3 separate regions of the Mus musculus genome follow, and all the other regions are linked to region 2. The links are chromatin contacts, called in public HiChIP or PLAC-seq and Micro-C maps. All regions are on one chromosome and are shown on one strand. The core of a region is the stretch at or near the end of the contact, and the rest is flanking DNA. Distances in the headings are between cores, read along the strand shown. Region 1 holds the start of Muc1 (mucin 1, transmembrane). Region 2 holds the start of Arhgef11 (Rho guanine nucleotide exchange factor (GEF) 11). Region 3 holds the start of Mab21l2 (mab-21-like 2).

Region 1 (3,420 bases), core at 611-3,110, 1.6 Mb before region 2:
AGACTAGACTGGTAGCTGAGCCCAACACAGAACTGGTAGGTAGCACCGAGGAGCCATTGTGGTCTGGAATGATAGCTGAGCCTGACGTCACTTTGGTAGTAGAGAATGGCATGCTACTGTAAACTGGAGTGGTGGCCAAGACTGATTCAGAGCTGTTAGTTGTAGTTGAGGTACCACTGTGGTCTGGACTGGTGGCTGAGCCCAGTGCAGAGCTGGTAGTTGTGACTGAGGTGCCATTGTGGTCTGGAGTGCTAGCTAAGTCTGATGTAGTCTTGATGTTTTGGATGGAGGCACTACTGTGGACTGGAGAACTGGTGGAGTCCCTTAGAGGGCTGGTGGCTGGAGAAGAGGTGCCACCGTGGGCTACTGGAGAGCTGGCGGAGTCTTCTGAAAGGCTAGTGGCTGGGGAAGAGGTGTCATCATGGGCTACTGGAGAGCTGGTGGAGTCCACTGGAGCTGTGGTGGCTGGGGAGGAGGTGCCACTGAGGACTGCAGTACTGGTAGAGTCTTCGGGAGCTCTGGTGGCTGGAGAAGAGGTGCTACTATGGTCTGGAGAGCTGGTGGAGTCCCCTGGAGGGCTGGTGGCTGGGGACGAGGTACCACCGTGGACTACTGGAGAGCTGGTGGAATCCACTGGAGCTGTGGTGGCCGGAGCTGAAGAGGTGCCACTGTGGACTACTGGAGAGCTGTTGGAGTCTTTTGAAAGGCTAGTGGCTGGGGAAGAGGTGTCACCATGGGCTACTGGAGAGCTGGCGGAGTTCACTGGAGCTGTGGTGGCTGGGGAGGAGGTGCCACTGAGGACTGCAGTACTGGTAGAGTCTTCAGGAGCTCTGGTGGCTGGAGAAGAGGTGCTACTCTGGACTGGAGAGCTGGTGGAGTCCCCTGGAGGTCTGGTGGCTGGGTCTGAGTTGCTGCTGTGGACTGGAGTGGTAGTCGATGCTAAGGAACTGCTGGTGTCCTGAGATGAGGTGACACTGTTTTCCTCACTTGGAAGGGCAAGAAAACCTGAACCAGAGTGGAAGATTAGGGGTAAACTGTTTTTATGCTCACAGCAGCGCAGCACTAATCAACAGAGTTGGACACTGGGTCGCTTTGGATAACATGTGTGATGTTTTAGTTCCGGCTAGAGCCAAAGTTGAAGAAAAAAAAAACAAAACAACAACAACAACAAAAAAAAAACCTACTGGGTTGATGAATAAAAATCAGAGCAAGAAGAAAAATATAAACTCTGAAAACAAAGTAACCGGGGAAGGAAGGGGGATCATGTTAGCATCAGGTAGCCCCTGGTTTGCCTTCATCCTGACAGCCTCCCTCCCTAAGCAGAGGTCTCACCTCTGCTTCTGGCTCATTTATTCCTCTACTTGAGACAAGTATTCATACTGTAGCCTAAGCTGGCCTTGAACTCTCTGTGAACCTGAGCGTCCAGGGTGTGGGAACTATAGACTGGAACCACTGCACACGGCCCCATTCTTCCACTCCGGAGCTACTTCTCCTGACACAGCCTCTCTTCTCTACTCCCCACAAAGAGTATTATTTGCCTACTATAGTGCCCACTCTCCTGAGGGGTCACCTCTTCTCAGCCTCCTTCCTTAGCCTCTTTTCCCCCCTGGCACATACTGGGCCATACCTGTATGGATGGCCATTTATGACTCTCATAATCTACCAGTAAGCAAACTCCACAGAAAGACTGGGAGTCCCACCTGAACAGCGCAGCCCCTCCCCACCTTGCGCCTCTCACCTTTTAGACTTGCTAGAAGTAGCAGCAGGAAGAAAGGAGCCCGAATGCCCGGGGTCATGGTGGTGGTGAACAGGCGGGAAGGGGCTAGAAAACAAACTCAAGGCTGGCGCTCCGTGTGTGAGGTGGAACAGGGCTGGTGCCTGCTGCTTTATACCAGTCCCCCTCCCGCCCTAGGCACAGTCAGAGCAGGTGACAGGTAACAAAACTCCGCCCCCTCCCCTATTCTTTTCCTCCTCCTCCCCCCCAGTCATTCCTGTGTAGGGTACTTGGGCTCCAATCACTCAACCTTATGACAACCTGTTTTTTCTCCATCTGGCCTCCCACTTTTACCAACCGCTCCTTGACTACCCCAGGTGTGTATGTGGAGGAAACCTGGGGCCCCCTGGCTCTGGTTTTAGTCCCAGAGTGACCGCCAAGAAGAGGAAAGGAAACACAGAAAGGCCCTGGACAGCAAGACATGGGAAGTCCATCCCTAGGTCCCCCGATCCCTTTTCCTATTCTCTCTGCGGGTCCTTGAACACCACTTCTCACAAGTTGAGAGGACATAAGGGGGCTGGATAATAGTGGACAGGTCGCTAGTTTTAGTCTCCCTCCCCGAACCCCCCCCCCCCCCGCCACTTCCCGGAACAGCCCCGCCCTTCTAGCCGTTCCCGGTACTCTGAAAACCACAATCCCCGCCCCTGCCAGACTTTCCAGTAGCCTGGGTCTCTCTTTGGCTTTCTCCCGAGAAAGGCGGTGGGGGAAATTTCCACTTAAAAAGGACTAAACTTGGGCTCCACTGAAGCCTAAGGTCCTTCCTACCCAACCCTCCACCTTGAGTGGCAGGTTGACCGGCCCTTCTATCCGGAAACGCCTGCCCTCTAGTGGTCACCGCGAGCGTCGCGCGGCGTACTCGCACCAGCCGATAGTTTGGCAGCACAGCCCAAGTTGAGACAGATTAACTTAAGGAAGTTAATTGTGCCTTGGCGAAAAGAATCAATGCCTCGGACAGATAGGAAAGAATGCACACTGTAGGGGAGAAGCAAGGGTCATTAATTGGGCTACTAGACTTCTGGGGATGGTGTTTGCGGGTAGGGTAAAAGTGGTTGGAGCCCCAAGGTATCTGGAAGGGGGGGCATCAAGTTGTGTGATGACATTGAATGGTGGGGGGTGGGGTGTAGGACGGGTTATGTCTAGGTAGCTAGATATTGAGGAGGAAGAGATTAAGTAGGTGGGCCGATCGTGGAACATGAGAACGTTGAGATGTATCTGGGAAAGGAATATTTGGGGCGAACAAGCACTCGAAACAAGGCAAACCCGTGTGTTTGTGTGTGTGTTTAGGGAGAAACGAAAGGTGTTCTGAAGGGCAGAAACAGTTGAATTTGGGGAGGGCTTTGGGTTCACAGTAGCGCGGACTGAGGATGCCAGGCCGGATCCCGCAAGCGGAGGTTGCGGAGTAAACCAGCAGGAGCAGTTACAACTGTAGTAGGCAAACAGTTCTTAGTCCCAACGAATACAAGACGGAAACTAATACTTTAAAAACATTTCGGAGGTGCAGGAACGGAGGCGTGGGTCCCACGCTCCCGCCGTGTGTCCCGCCTCTGAGAGGCTTTGTCAGGCCTGCTCCGGGCGGAGTGGAGCCGCCCTACGTCAGTTCGCCCACAAGTATTTAGGTGGGCGGCACCAAACCCCAACTCCCAGGA
Region 2 (3,529 bases), core at 467-2,966:
TCTTCCTCATTTTAAATGGGAACCACCCTACCTACCACTGTGCCCCACCATTCCATAACTATCAGCCTCATGGAGGCTCCCAGCCCTGTCAGCCGTCCCCCGACCCTCCCCAGATAGCTAAAGCTAGTCCCCACTCAGCCCTGTGGGTTCACATGAGCAGGTTTGGTCCAACCTGATCCCTAGGCTAGCAAGCTGGGGGACTCAGAGTGAGCCTTATACCTGGTGTAAGGTAAAAGCCACAGCAAGCATCACCCCCTCCTCTCAGCCTCACTGCTTACTGGTTAGAAAGGACACACAACTATGGGGTACATTTTGAACATGAACACACACCGAGGGTACAGAAACATATATACTGACACACTGACAGTCCTCATAGACCACAGCCTATCTATCCCACAGCCCAGCCAGGCAAACACAACACTTCCCCCCCAGTCATTTTAATAAGTGTTGGAAAAAAAAAATCCTCAATTATTTAAACATACCTGTCTATACTATGGGGCAACCGTATGCTCATGGTTTCTCCGTGTCTCCACAGTTCTGGAATCCTGTAGTTTCTTTGGGCGTCTTGATCAGGCCTGAGTCCCTTGCAATTTTGAAGGAAGGTGAGAGGAAGGCCTCCCAAGTTGAAGACTGAATCCTTGTTTCTTCCAGCTGTCAGGACCCTGGTAACTGCAGTGCTATTCTGCTTCTATCGGTTAACATGGTCTCCTCCTTCCTTCACCCTTAACCTTCCCCTCCCTCGTCTTAAAAAAGAAAATGAAAAGAAAAAAAGAGAGGAAAAACTATGACCTTCTTAGAAACCAAACTGTTAACCACAAATCTCTTCAAGGTTAGCCCTACGGGCTAAAAACTGAACCACAGAAAGAATCTGACTTCAAAATATCAGTCTTAGTTGCAGACAGATAAAAGCCATCCTTTCAATCCAGTTTCCCCAGCTGTCCTTCTGTTGACAGGGAAGCCTTAAGCTCCAAAGGTTGAAAAAAAAAATCTCTGGTTTCCAAATGCTTAAAATGCCAACAGCAGAATTATTCCAGGGAAGGAAAAACAAAAACAAAACAAAACAAAACAAAAAGGCTGAACAAATCCGAAATGGCACTTGGGAGAAAAATCTTCCAGACGATTTGCACAGTTAAAATAAATAAAACCACACAGCAGTATGTACACAACACGGTCCAGTGCAGCCCTGGGAAGCAAAATTTGCGGATTTCTTTTAAAAATCAAAACAAAACAACCATCTTCTTCTACAGTAAAGGTTTTTGAATTCTGAAATGAACCAATTGTGCAGACACACACACAACAATCACAAAACACCTGAAGCGCAATGCTTTCTACCTTCAAAACGGTAGCATTGGCCAAACCCCCAGGAAATCTTAAACCTTCTTTTCCCTTTCGACTTGCAGGTTCCTCCACCTAACCCAGCCTCAGATCGGCCTTTTTCTCAGACAATTTCCTCAGTCAGCTCTGTGTGCTCCAGCACGTCCAGGCTCCGAAAGTCTCTCTCGCCGCAGCGCTCTGGAGCGGTAGTCCCGCTTCCCCCTCGCCCGCCGATCGTGTCCGGCGACCCGCTCCTAGTATTGTTGCGGCTCGGTTAGGGCCAGGGCGCCCTCCACAGCGGCGCGGAGAGCCCGGGCCGCGGCCTCGGCCTCCGTGCCCACCCGCCCGCCAGCCACAGCCTCCCCGCTCGGCCGCTCCCGGCGTCCGCGTCGCGGCCGCTGCGCTTCCGGCCCCGCCCCCGCGCGCGCTCGCTCGCTAAGGCCAAGCCCGCTGCCGCCGGCCGGCTCCGCCCCACCCCCGCTCCGCCCCGCCCCGCCACCGCCCCGCCTCGCCCCGCCTCGCCACAGCCCCGCCACGGCGGACTCCGCTCGCCCGGGCCGGCCGCTGGCTCCTCCTTGGCGCCGCCCGCCCTTTCACAGCCCCGCGCGCCCCCGGTCCGCGCGCTGCGGCCTAGCTGCTCCCGGTGCTGCTGTCCCAGAGACTCGACCTTTGTTTCCGCAGTGTCCGCTGGCCGCGCCTCTGTCTGCGCTCTCGCTGCGGTCCCGTCCTCCTCTGCCCGTTTTCACTCATTTGTCGCGCTCCTTTCCAAGTTACCAGGAACCCTCTTAGCTGTGCCCTCGCCCCTCTGAGCACCCACCGTCTCTCCCCTCGCGGCTGTACTCGATTTAGCTTGGGTATCTTGTATGGCTCTGCCTTTTAATTTCAATGCAAAAGCCTTTGCAGGGCAATGTTATTTCGATGACACACACCCCCTTCGTGAAATCACGGTTTCTAAATCTCTTCAAGTAACTGTCGGAAGTCAGAAGTAAAGATTGAAGTAAAAAGGAGACTTTTCCAGTACAGGTTGATGAATACACTTTGTTATTTTGTGTGTGTGTGTGTGTAATATGTGACTTCCTGGTGAGACCAGACATCTGTTAACATTAGATAGTGCACCAACAGTTTTACTGAAGCCTGTTCTCAACAGCCAGTGGATTTATTGGGGTTACTTCTAGGAGTACAAACCCCTAAAGGCAGAGGCACCAGCAAAAACCCATCTCCGCATGGATGAGGACGGTGGACTACTGACCTCTACCACTAGAGCTATTGGAGTTGATATTGTTTCTATAACCGTGGGGAGCAGCACTGTGACTCTTGAAACAACTTCTTGAAATTTCTGAGTGCTTGCCATCTGAACCTTAACAATTGCTGCGCTCTTCCACAGGTGTGCTTGTGGAGCCCAGAGGACAAGTGTGGGTGGCATTCTTCCTCAAATGCCAAACAACCTCACCCCTTCTCTGGAGCCTGGTCTCTCTCCACAGCCCCAGCTTGCTGAGTAGGCCAAGAATGGCTGGTGAGTAAGTGCCACCCTCTTACCCTTCTCAGCATTGTGAGAGCAAGTTCACAGCCACCCAAACTCAGCCTCTTTATGTGTGTTCTAGGGGGTTGCTGGGTAGCAGTTTCCACTCAGAACCTTCTCTCTTGGAGAGAAATCCTATAAGACATAGGATATGAAAAGGGAAGCGAAACATATTTTTTAGGCAAAATGTTCGAAGGAGAGGTAAAACATGCTATCCCGTGGAGAAGCTCCTTCAGACAGGAAGTACAAACTCAAAACAGCTTCAGAAGGTTCCTGAAACTGACTAGATTCACTAGACCCCTCCCTCCCCAAGCATATGTAATCAATAAGAACGATTTAGAATCATCCTCAGACAATCCAACTTTAAGACCAGCTAAGCAGCCTGGAAGAGGCTCAGAACAACTGAGCTACCTACCTAGAGAGAACACTACAGTATGGTGAGCTGCTGTAGAGTGTGCAGTGTGCTCCAGGTTTCCAGCTTTGGTGGGATGCTCTTTGGGGATGCTACTGTCTTTAAGTCATTTCTGTTCCTATAAGAAAGACCCTACCCACGTTTCTGTAAGCAGCCCTAATAAGACTCATTGGTTCCCCAAATTGGACTGTGGTGGTCTCTATACTGTGTTCTGCTCTTAGTCCCTTTCTGGAGTGGGTAGATACTTGGTTACATCTTCTCAGGAAATGTCTGTCACACAGTAG
Region 3 (3,323 bases), core at 405-2,904, 1.1 Mb after region 2:
CAACCTAAAAATAGCCCTTAACTACCTGAGTGTATTAAAACAACTGAGAGCCCTGGCATCTTAAATTCTGAGATAAACTCCCAGTAGCAAGTGAATCACCTTGCTGCAGCCCTTGTTTTTCCAAAAGTCCTACGAGGCAGCAATCACACAGCTTGTTAAGGATAACACATATTCTAAGGAACAAGAGCGACTGAGTTTTAGTGGGATGCAGGGGAGGAGGAAGGCCATCTGGGTAATCAATAACAGTAAAGTTATAGATTTTTATCCCAGTCAACTCCTTTAAAAGCAAGAATCAATTATGAAAATAAAATTATTCTAAACCAGTACTGCCCAAGAATATGTTCACAATTAACGTCACAGTATTTAAAAAATTAAGAAAACCTGAATTCAGGCTCATTTTTTTCCTTCATTTTAATTTAAGTCTAAACTATTTTGGTAGCTTATTTCAATCAGCAAGTATAACCAAGTAATGTATGCTAATATATAAACTTACAGTTTCTCAAAACTCACATATTTTCTCTCTAGTTATTGGTAAATTCCTATAAGAGTAAAATAATGACACAAAGATAGCTAAATCTAAATTATGAAATAAGGATCAAAAACATATCTGGAGTAGTTTTTGTCCTGTTCTGTATTTTTAACAGCATATGGAAATTACTAACAAGAGATTTATGGTTATAGACTGTCATCCTATCCCCTCCTTTACACATACACAGCAATTCTCCAGCTCTTGGCAACAATGGGATGGGAGGGAAAGAGAAGGGGGGGGGGACTACAAAATTTAAGTCCTTTCTTAAGCTCCCCTTCCTGCTCTCATTTGCCTTCAAGCCAAAGACAGTTTGTTAGAGTCTGCACCTTCTGCAGAATGTTCAGAGACTTAAAACCAAAAGTGAAGCTCACTGAAAGCACTACTACTTTGCAGGAATTGATCCAGCCATACCCAGAGAAGAATCCCTTCTATGAAGACTCTCCTCCTCACTGCAACGGTAAGAAAAGAGGATAAAAAAGAAAATGGGACTATGAAACGAGTGAGAGCATTTGGCTTCTGTCTAGTCCCATTTTCTCACCCCCCACGCCCCCTTTATCAAGTGCAGTGTGGTGGCTGCTGAGGTCCCAAGCTTGTCCTCTCTCTCTCTTTCTCTCGGATTGGCTAAAGCACTGACAGCTTGCATAGGGATTGTAGGAACTGAAGCTCCACCCCTTCACGGTGGCCCAGAACCATTCATAAACTAAGGAGAGAGAGAGAGAGAGAGAGAGAGAGAGAGAGAGAGAGAGAGAGAGAGAGAGAGAGAGAGAGAGAGAGAAGTGTGGGGGGCAGGTATCAGAGGACAGGGGGATGAGGTAGAGACTGCAAACGCAACCCAGAGGAGAGGAAAAACCCGGACTCCTTAGACCTGCACACCAGATACAACGTAAGCAACGATTTAGTCACACTAAAATAGATTTTGCTAGGGCCAAAAGTATAAATAACGAGGCAGAAAAGAATATCAAACAACTTGCAGCAGTTTGCACCTAGAGAAAGGCAGGAAGAACCCACCACAAACAAACCAACCCAATCCAAACAACGCCTCCAGTAGGAAGCCAGGAAAACTGCTACGACACAACCCCCTGAGAAGAGAGGAGACTAGCACGCTGAGACCGCGCGGGGCGTCTGCAAACCTCAGAGTGCGCTGCGGCCTGAGCTGTACTTCGCTGCTCTCCGGGCATTAATTACATCCTTCACTTTCCTTTTGGGGGAGGGTAAGGAAGGCATCACCTACGCTGAGCGAAGGCGTCCAACCATCGAGGGAGAAGTTTCAGAATGAACCACTGAATGTTTTTGTCTTATTTTTAAATTTACTTTGGCACTTATAAGACTTCATTTCCAGATATCTGGGCAATCGTGGCTGCTGCGGACATCTAAGCCTAGCCTCTTGGTAACCTAGTTTTTTCTCTCTCACGATTTCATCCATCTCTCCCGCACAAGGAGAGGCTCGTCTTTATTTTTGCAGGTACTTTCCCCCCTAAATAATATTATTTCTAATTTTCTGCGGAAGAAAGAAAAGAAAATTCCAAAGAGGGAAAAGAAAAGGCCAGCCGGCTATATCATCAGCCGGTCAGCCCAGGTGGAAAGCAAGAGTGAAATTGGGGCTTCAGGGGGAACGCACCGCCTTTCCACAGCCGCAGGGCCACCACCAGTGCGTGAGCCTTGGATCCCTCAACGTATTGCGAGACGCCGGTGTACAGCCCGGACCTGTGCCCCAACATGATCGCCGCTCAGGCCAAGCTGGTTTACCAGCTCAATAAATACTACACCGAGCGCTGCCAGGCGCGCAAGGCTGCGATCGCCAAGACCATCCGAGAAGTCTGCAAGGTAGTGTCGGATGTGCTAAAGGAAGTGGAGGTGCAAGAGCCCCGCTTCATCAGCTCTCTGAGTGAGATTGACGCCCGCTACGAGGGGCTGGAGGTAATCTCGCCCACCGAGTTCGAGGTGGTACTCTACCTCAACCAGATGGGAGTCTTCAACTTCGTGGACGACGGATCTCTGCCCGGCTGTGCCGTGCTCAAACTAAGCGATGGGCGGAAGCGGAGCATGTCTCTTTGGGTCGAGTTCATCACAGCGTCTGGCTACCTTTCTGCGCGCAAGATCCGCTCGCGTTTCCAGACACTAGTAGCCCAGGCGGTGGACAAGTGCAGCTACCGGGACGTGGTCAAGATGATCGCCGACACTAGTGAGGTCAAGTTGCGCATCAGGGAGCGCTACGTGGTGCAAATCACCCCAGCGTTCAAGTGCACCGGGATCTGGCCTCGCAGCGCGGCACAGTGGCCTATGCCCCACATCCCCTGGCCCGGCCCCAATCGGGTGGCGGAGGTCAAGGCCGAAGGGTTCAACTTGCTCTCCAAGGAGTGCTACTCGCTGACTGGCAAGCAGAGCTCCGCAGAAAGCGACGCCTGGGTGCTGCAGTTCGGTGAGGCGGAGAACCGCTTGCTGATGGGCGGCTGTAGAAACAAGTGCCTCTCGGTGCTGAAGACGCTGCGGGACCGCCACCTGGAGCTGCCTGGCCAGCCGCTCAATAACTACCACATGAAGACGCTGCTGCTGTACGAGTGCGAGAAACACCCGAGGGAAACGGACTGGGACGAGGCTTGCTTGGGCGACCGTCTGAACGGCATCCTGCTACAGCTCATCTCCTGCCTGCAGTGCCGCCGCTGCCCTCACTACTTTTTGCCCAACCTCGACCTCTTCCAGGGTAAGCCCCACTCGGCCCTGGAGAGCGCTGCCAAGCAGACCTGGAGATTGGCCAGGGAAATCCTCACCAATCCCAAAAGCTTGGACAAACTAT

Evidence for each region. A called contact is a pair of places that touch in the nucleus more often than the background predicts. HiChIP or PLAC-seq counts read pairs in DNA pulled down with a chosen protein or histone mark.
Region 1: a contact with region 2 is called in a FOXA1 HiChIP or PLAC-seq map of pancreatic cancer cells. The contact joins the promoter of Muc1 here to the promoter of Arhgef11 in region 2. A contact is called at or near these places in 1 of 39 promoter capture datasets (pre-B cells) and 1 of 115 datasets of contacts at active chromatin or transcription factors (pancreatic cancer cells).
Region 3: a Micro-C map of embryonic stem cells shows a contact between it and region 2, with 5 times the contacts expected there. The contact joins the promoter of Mab21l2 here to the promoter of Arhgef11 in region 2. A contact is called at or near these places in 5 of 39 promoter capture datasets (cranial neural crest, hippocampal neurons, liver and 1 more) and 1 of 484 Hi-C or Micro-C datasets (embryonic stem cells).

Annotation. Positions count from the first base shown.
Region 1 is chr3:89,227,496-89,230,915 of GRCm38.p6, reverse strand. Muc1 (mucin 1, transmembrane) reads right to left here and starts at 1,860. Exons shown (of 7, transcript NM_013605.2): 1 at 1,739-1,860; 2 at 1-1,005. The coding sequence starts at 1,796.
Region 2 is chr3:87,615,746-87,619,274 of GRCm38.p6, reverse strand. It overlaps Arhgef11 (Rho guanine nucleotide exchange factor (GEF) 11), which reads right to left and starts at 1,716. Exons shown (of 40, transcript NM_001003912.2): 1 at 483-1,716. The coding sequence starts at 514.
Region 3 is chr3:86,546,614-86,549,936 of GRCm38.p6, reverse strand. It overlaps Mab21l2 (mab-21-like 2), which reads left to right and starts at 1,654. Exons shown (of 1, transcript NM_011839.4): 1 at 1,654-3,323. The coding sequence starts at 2,246. The region is part of intron 40 of Lrba (LPS-responsive beige-like anchor); the gene reads right to left. Gm31677 (a long non-coding RNA gene) reads left to right here. Exons shown (of 5, transcript XR_375777.3): 3 at 923-986.